2 separate regions of the Ovis aries genome follow, and region 1 is linked to region 2. The links are chromatin contacts, called in public Hi-C maps. All regions are on one chromosome and are shown on one strand. Each heading gives the region's core, a stretch centred on a gene start, on an enhancer-like site or on the middle of the called end of the contact. The rest is flanking DNA. Distances are from core to core; before and after follow the strand shown. Region 1 holds the start of NUAK1 (NUAK family kinase 1). Region 2 has its middle 87 kb from the start of NUAK1.

Region 1 (2,700 bases), core at 122-2,621, 87 kb before region 2:
ACCACGTCCCTGGGAAGGGAAAGACCCAGGGTTAACAGTTTTAATTACCACTGTAGACATGATCCGTTTACCTGTAAAACAGATCCAGTAATCTACACTTCAAGAAAACACCGAAGCTCTGTCATTTGACAAATGTCACACAGCCTAGCCACTGGGAAGCCAGGCTCAACCTGCCTGTTATTTATACTGACTCTCTAATCTACATATGCAAAGTCTACAGATTTTGTATAAAAGCAGAATAGTTGCAGGAGGCAGGCAGGGAGACCCTGCAAGGGTGGAGGACACGTATGGTGACTAATGTTACAGGCTATTATTCTGGCACTGCGGAGGGGACTTGCAGGGAGGACGTGCTGTTGCGGGATCCAGGGTAAGGTGATAAGGCATAGACAGGCCTGAAGACAGCAGGAATGCAGAGGGCTGAACCTGAGAGCTGCGGAGTAAGGGCAAGTCCGGCTCACTGGGGAAAAAATGAACCACCAGGCCATCTGCAGAACGCACCAGACATTCCTCACCCCTCACTCTTCCCATCCCAGTCTGGTATACCACACTATTGAAAAAACTCCCGAAGCGCCTTTTTCTCTTGCTTTCTTCCTTATTTTCCCTTGCTGCTTCTTAGAAGGTGGCAGCCTTGCCACCGTCGTAGGCCTTCCTGCCTGACCCTCGCTTGTGGGGGTGGGGTACTGGGTACCATCTCCAGGATCTGGCCATCTCAGTTAATGGAGAAATACAAACGGTCAAGGGGCCAAGCGGCCTGCCTGTCGCCCCTGGCTTAGCCAGTCTCAGGCCCTGCTCCATCCGAGGTCCCTGGTTTGCCCATCTCCAAACACAGCCTTGGCGGGCAGGGTAGGCGCCCAGCTGCATCCAGGCACCTCTAGCGACCCAAATCTCCTCTCCCAGGCGGGAGTCCTGGATAGTGTCGGAGGGCGGCAGTGCGGCGACCGGCCGCAGATTCAGCCTCGGAGCCTCCCTTCCTCCCCGCCTTCGCCTTTCTCCGGCGAGGGCGCGGGGCCGAGGTCAACGCGCCTCTCGGGGTTTTCAGGGGCGCCCAGCTGCCCCGACCCTGGCCCGGGAGAGCAGCCCTTCGCCAGCCGGGATGGGGGTCTGCGAGGCGGGGGCGGCAGCCTGGGCTGAGCGCGAGGGGGTGCGCACCGCCGCGGGGGAGGGCGAGCCGTGACTCACCGCCTGTAACCCAACACCCGCGCGCCTCCCCTCCCCCAGCCTCTCCCCGTCTCCGGCCTGGCGGCCGCGGCGACACCTAAAAGAAAATGAAGGGGCGCCCGAGCCCGCAGCGCCCCCGGCCGGATCGCCAGCGGGCCCCGGGGGCCCCCGGCTCCGAGCGCTCTCGTCTACCCGGCGCCGGGGCTCGGCGAGCCGCCGCCGTCGCCGCAGCCAGGGCGCAAGCAGGAAGGGAGGCCGCGCGGCCGGAGCCGAAGTCCGAGGAGGCGGCGGCGGCGGCGAGCCCGCGGTAGCGGCGGCGGCGGCGGCGGCGGCGGCGGGCGAGCCGGGGGAGGGGGCGCCCGGGCTGGGAACCCCCCCCGTCTCTTTCCCAGCCGAGCGAGGACAAAGCCCCCTGGCCGCCGGCGCGGCCTAGCCGGCGCTGCACAAAGGGCGAGTCGCGACACGCTTCCATCCCCCTCCCAGTTCGGGGTGGCCCCAGGCCCGGGAGGCGGGCGGGAGTTGGGGGGGAGCCCCGGCCGCGCCGCCCCTCGCCCCCCTCCCCGGGGGCCGGCCCGCGCGCCGCCCCCGCCCCCGCGCCCGCCCAGTCTGCGCGTCCTCCCGGGGAGGGGTCTGGGGGCGCGGCGCCCCACATAACACTCCCCCTCCTGCGCTCGGGGCCACCCCTCTCCCCTCCCTCCTGCGAACACCACCGCCTCCCCTGCCACCGCCGCCACCTCGCCCGACGCGCCGCAGCTCGCCGCGGCCGGTGGGCGGTGCGCGGATCGTGCGCGCCCGGGGCGCCAGATGTGCAGTCCCCGCCGCCGCCAGTGACCCAGCCGCAGCCCCGGCGGGAGCCGGCCGCCTTCCCGATGCTGCGGGGGCGACCGTGAGCGCGCCCAGCTTTCTCTCGGCTGGGACCCCGACACCGCGAGCGCCGTGCTCGGTCCTGCCCTCTCCGGCCCTGCTCGCCCCGCATTCGGACATGGAGGGGGCCGCTGCGCCCGCGGCCGGCCCGGACTTGGGGCCGGGGGCGCCGGGCTCTCCGCCGGAGGCGGGTGCGATCGCAGCCCCCTCGGCGGCGGGCCCGGAGCCCAGGAAGCCGCACGGTGTGAAGCGGCATCACCACAAACACAACCTGAAGCACCGCTACGAGCTGCAGGAGACCCTGGGCAAAGGCACCTACGGCAAAGTCAAGCGGGCCACCGAGAGGTTTTCGGGCCGAGTGGTGAGTTGGGGGGAAACCCGGCGGGCTCGGTCTAGACGCGGCTGGGGACGCAGCGCTCACGCGACGGGGTTTGGGGCGCAGAGGGGGGTCTCTGGTCCGAGAGGGGGCTTCTCCGGAACCCCTAGACAGATTCCTCACTCTCACCACCGCCCCCCACCCCCGGCTCCAGCCCCCCGTGGCTCAGGCGTGTCTTTCTCCCGAAACACTTGTTACATCCTGTCTGCGCATATTTTGGGGGTTTTGATCCCGGCAGCAAAGTAGTGTTTATGATTTGCAAACACTTTGCACCATCGGGACCGTTGGGGTCTCCCTCTCGG
Region 2 (2,700 bases), core at 106-2,605:
CGGGAAGGGAACAGGTTCCTCCCACGGTGGCACAGAGGAGTCCACATAGGCCAATTGCCCTGAATCCACCACTGAGAGAGACCTGATGGCCAGGGGGGACCCACACCCACTGTTGGGAGCTGACCTTGTCCCATCTCTTCTCTGTGAAAGTAAAGCTTTGCTCCATCCCGTATTTGACTGCACTGTGTTCTCGAAGACTCTGGTAACAAGATGCAGTGGGGGTAGAAGTGTCTAGAATCTTCCCCTGGGACTGGCGACCTGGGCACCATACTGCTCCACAGTGACCCTGAAGGGAGGGAGCTTGGCACTGACCGAGCCAGCACTCTTCTCCCTTCCTCTGATCTGCCAGTAGCTACCCCTCCCCCCGACCCCGCCCTCAGCTGAACTTCAATGGGACCCACAGGGCAGGGACATCTTCTGATGTGATCAACACCTTCTAAGGGCTCAGAGCACATGGCAAAAGGTGGGGAGTACTTCTGGAGGGACACATGGTAGATCCTCAGCATAGGCATGAGCTATTACTGCCTCTATTTCCTGGACGAGGAAGACAAAGCTCAGAGAGGATAGACAGACGACGAGCCCACAATTACATACTCCTTCCTTCTCACTCTAAAGCTTGTGCTCATTGCTGTCACTCTGGCCCTGGAGCTTGTGGTTGTAGCTTTACTGCTTCTGAAAAGAGATGCACAGGCTGTGTGTCAGGCAGGACATGGGGATTGACCCTGATTGGGCTTCTACTTTGCACTGTATTAGACAATTTACTCTCAACAGGCCTGTTGACACCAGTATTGCTGATTTCTTTCTCTGTGTGAAGAATCTGAGCCTCAGAGAGGTTAAGAAGCTTGCTTGAGACTGCACAGCTGGTGAAGGTACTAACCTAAGTCTGTTGGGTTCCTGAGTCCATGATCTTTCCACTGCTTCACGGGGCAGAGGCAGGAGGAAGGAGACAGATAAGGGGCTGCTGCGTAGGCCGTTTGGGGATGGGAAGCAGGAAAAGAGGAGAATTCAGGGGCCTGGGAAGTATAACTGACTTCCCAGAACTGACTCATTGGAAAAGACCCTGATGCTGGGAAAGACTGAAGGCAGGAGGCGAAGGGGACGACATAGGATGAGATGCTTGGATGGCATCACTGACTCGGTGGACATGAGTTTGAGCAAGCTTCAGGAATTGGTGACGGACAGGGAGGAATGGTGTGCTGCAGTCCATGGGGTCGCAAAGACTTGGACACGACTGAGCAAATGAACTGAACTGGGAAGCATAAGGCGTGCAGGCAGGTGTCCCAGAGTGCCATCTGGAGTTCCATGAAGTCCCCGCAAGCAGCCTTTATCTCTGCAAAATCAGGCCAGCTGGCCGGTGCCAAGCTGCAGCTTTGCTGGGAAGCCTAAGAGCCTTGTGCTTTGGGAGCAGTGGCTGGCGTGGATGATTAGGCAGCAGATGGGAACTTGAAGTCACATGTCGGACAGAGCCCAGCCGGCAGGATCTGAGTCCTCCACAGCACTCTCACATGTTTGAGACGCTCTAAATTCTCCCTCCTTGACTGTGCTTCCCACTCCCTCCCAATCCCTCCTCCCTCCCTTTCCTTTCGCTGTTTTTGGCCATAACTTTTGTTTTCTCAAGTCCCTCTGCCTTCTCCTGGGACCTGGGGATACATGCTCACTGTGATATTTTTCAGGCCTCTCCCATGCAACGCATTAGAATAAAAGCCACTTTTTCCCCACCCAGAAAACCTGCTTTTCTTCCTCTTTAGTTTCCCGCTTTGCTTGAAGGCATCAGATGAGGACAGAACCTAGGAAGAGCCGGCTCTCCACCTCCGTCTCCAGTCGGTTTCTCCATCACCCTCCATGCCATGTCTGCTCCCACCTCCAGCGTCCTGGTTTTCACCCTTATCCTCTCCCACACCAGCTCATCTTTCTTCCTTCCTTCCCCACTCCCTTCTGCATACTGCCTTCTTCTTTCCTCAGTCCCTCCTGCACACTGCCACCACAGGTGTCTCTCTAAAGCACAGATCGGATCGCGCTTGTAAAACATTTTCTAGGACAGATCCACAGTCTTAGTGTTACTGAGCAGGGGCTCACTATGTGATGCACAAAGAAGCCAATATTACGACACTGGCTTTTGAGAAAAGAAGAGCTGTATTGGGAGGTCGATTGGCAAGGAGACAGGAGGCCAAGCTCACAAGTCTGTTTCCCTGATCCAGAATCTAGGGTGAAATTTAAAGGGTTCAGGGAATTTAAAACTTGGAAGCTGATTGGCTGGTCTCCAATCAGTCCATATTAGCTACTCGGGCTGCTGGAGACCAGATTTTCCTTACTGCAGCACTCCTCGCTTTGTAAAGGGCTCTGGTGGCAGTATTTCTATTCTTTGAGCTCCATAGACTGAAGGTTCTGGGTTCCGGGTCATCCTGGAGACTTGGAGTCCCAACTTGAACAGATGCAGTGCTGTCTGTGAAATAACTCAATCAATCTGTTTAAGGGAGGCAAACCTCTTCCCTGGAGGCTTACATGGTAAGTAGTCTGCCTGCAATGTAGTAGACCCGAGTTCGATTCCGGGGTCAGGAAGATCCCCTGGAGAAGGAAATGGCAACCCACTCCAGTATTCTTGCCTGGAAAATTCCATGGACAGAGGAGACTGGCAGGCTACAGTTCATGGGGTCGCAAAGAGTCAGACACGACTGAGTGACTTCACTTGCTTCCACTTTT

Evidence for each region. Hi-C and Micro-C count contacts between places; a contact is called where the count stands out from the background.
Region 1: a Hi-C map of hypothalamus shows a contact between it and region 2, with 2.9 times the contacts expected there. The contact joins the promoter of NUAK1 here to the enhancer-like site in region 2. A contact is called at or near these places in 4 of 16 Hi-C or Micro-C datasets (hypothalamus, muscle, skin fibroblasts and 1 more).

What each region holds. Positions count from the first base shown.
Region 1 is chr3:175,152,517-175,155,216 of ARS-UI_Ramb_v3.0, reverse strand. NUAK1 (NUAK family kinase 1) reads left to right here and starts at 1,371. Exons shown (of 7, transcript XM_027967685.3): 1 at 1,371-2,383. The coding sequence starts at 2,141.
Region 2 is chr3:175,065,981-175,068,680 of ARS-UI_Ramb_v3.0, reverse strand. No RefSeq gene overlaps it. Among named protein-coding and RNA genes, the nearest start is that of NUAK1, 87 kb to the left of the region's middle. Within about 2 kb of position 1,355, at least 19 of the 54 cell types and tissues checked have an H3K27ac peak or open chromatin away from gene starts, as enhancers often do. A contact at or near this core is called in hypothalamus and tail adipose tissue, where this site is marked.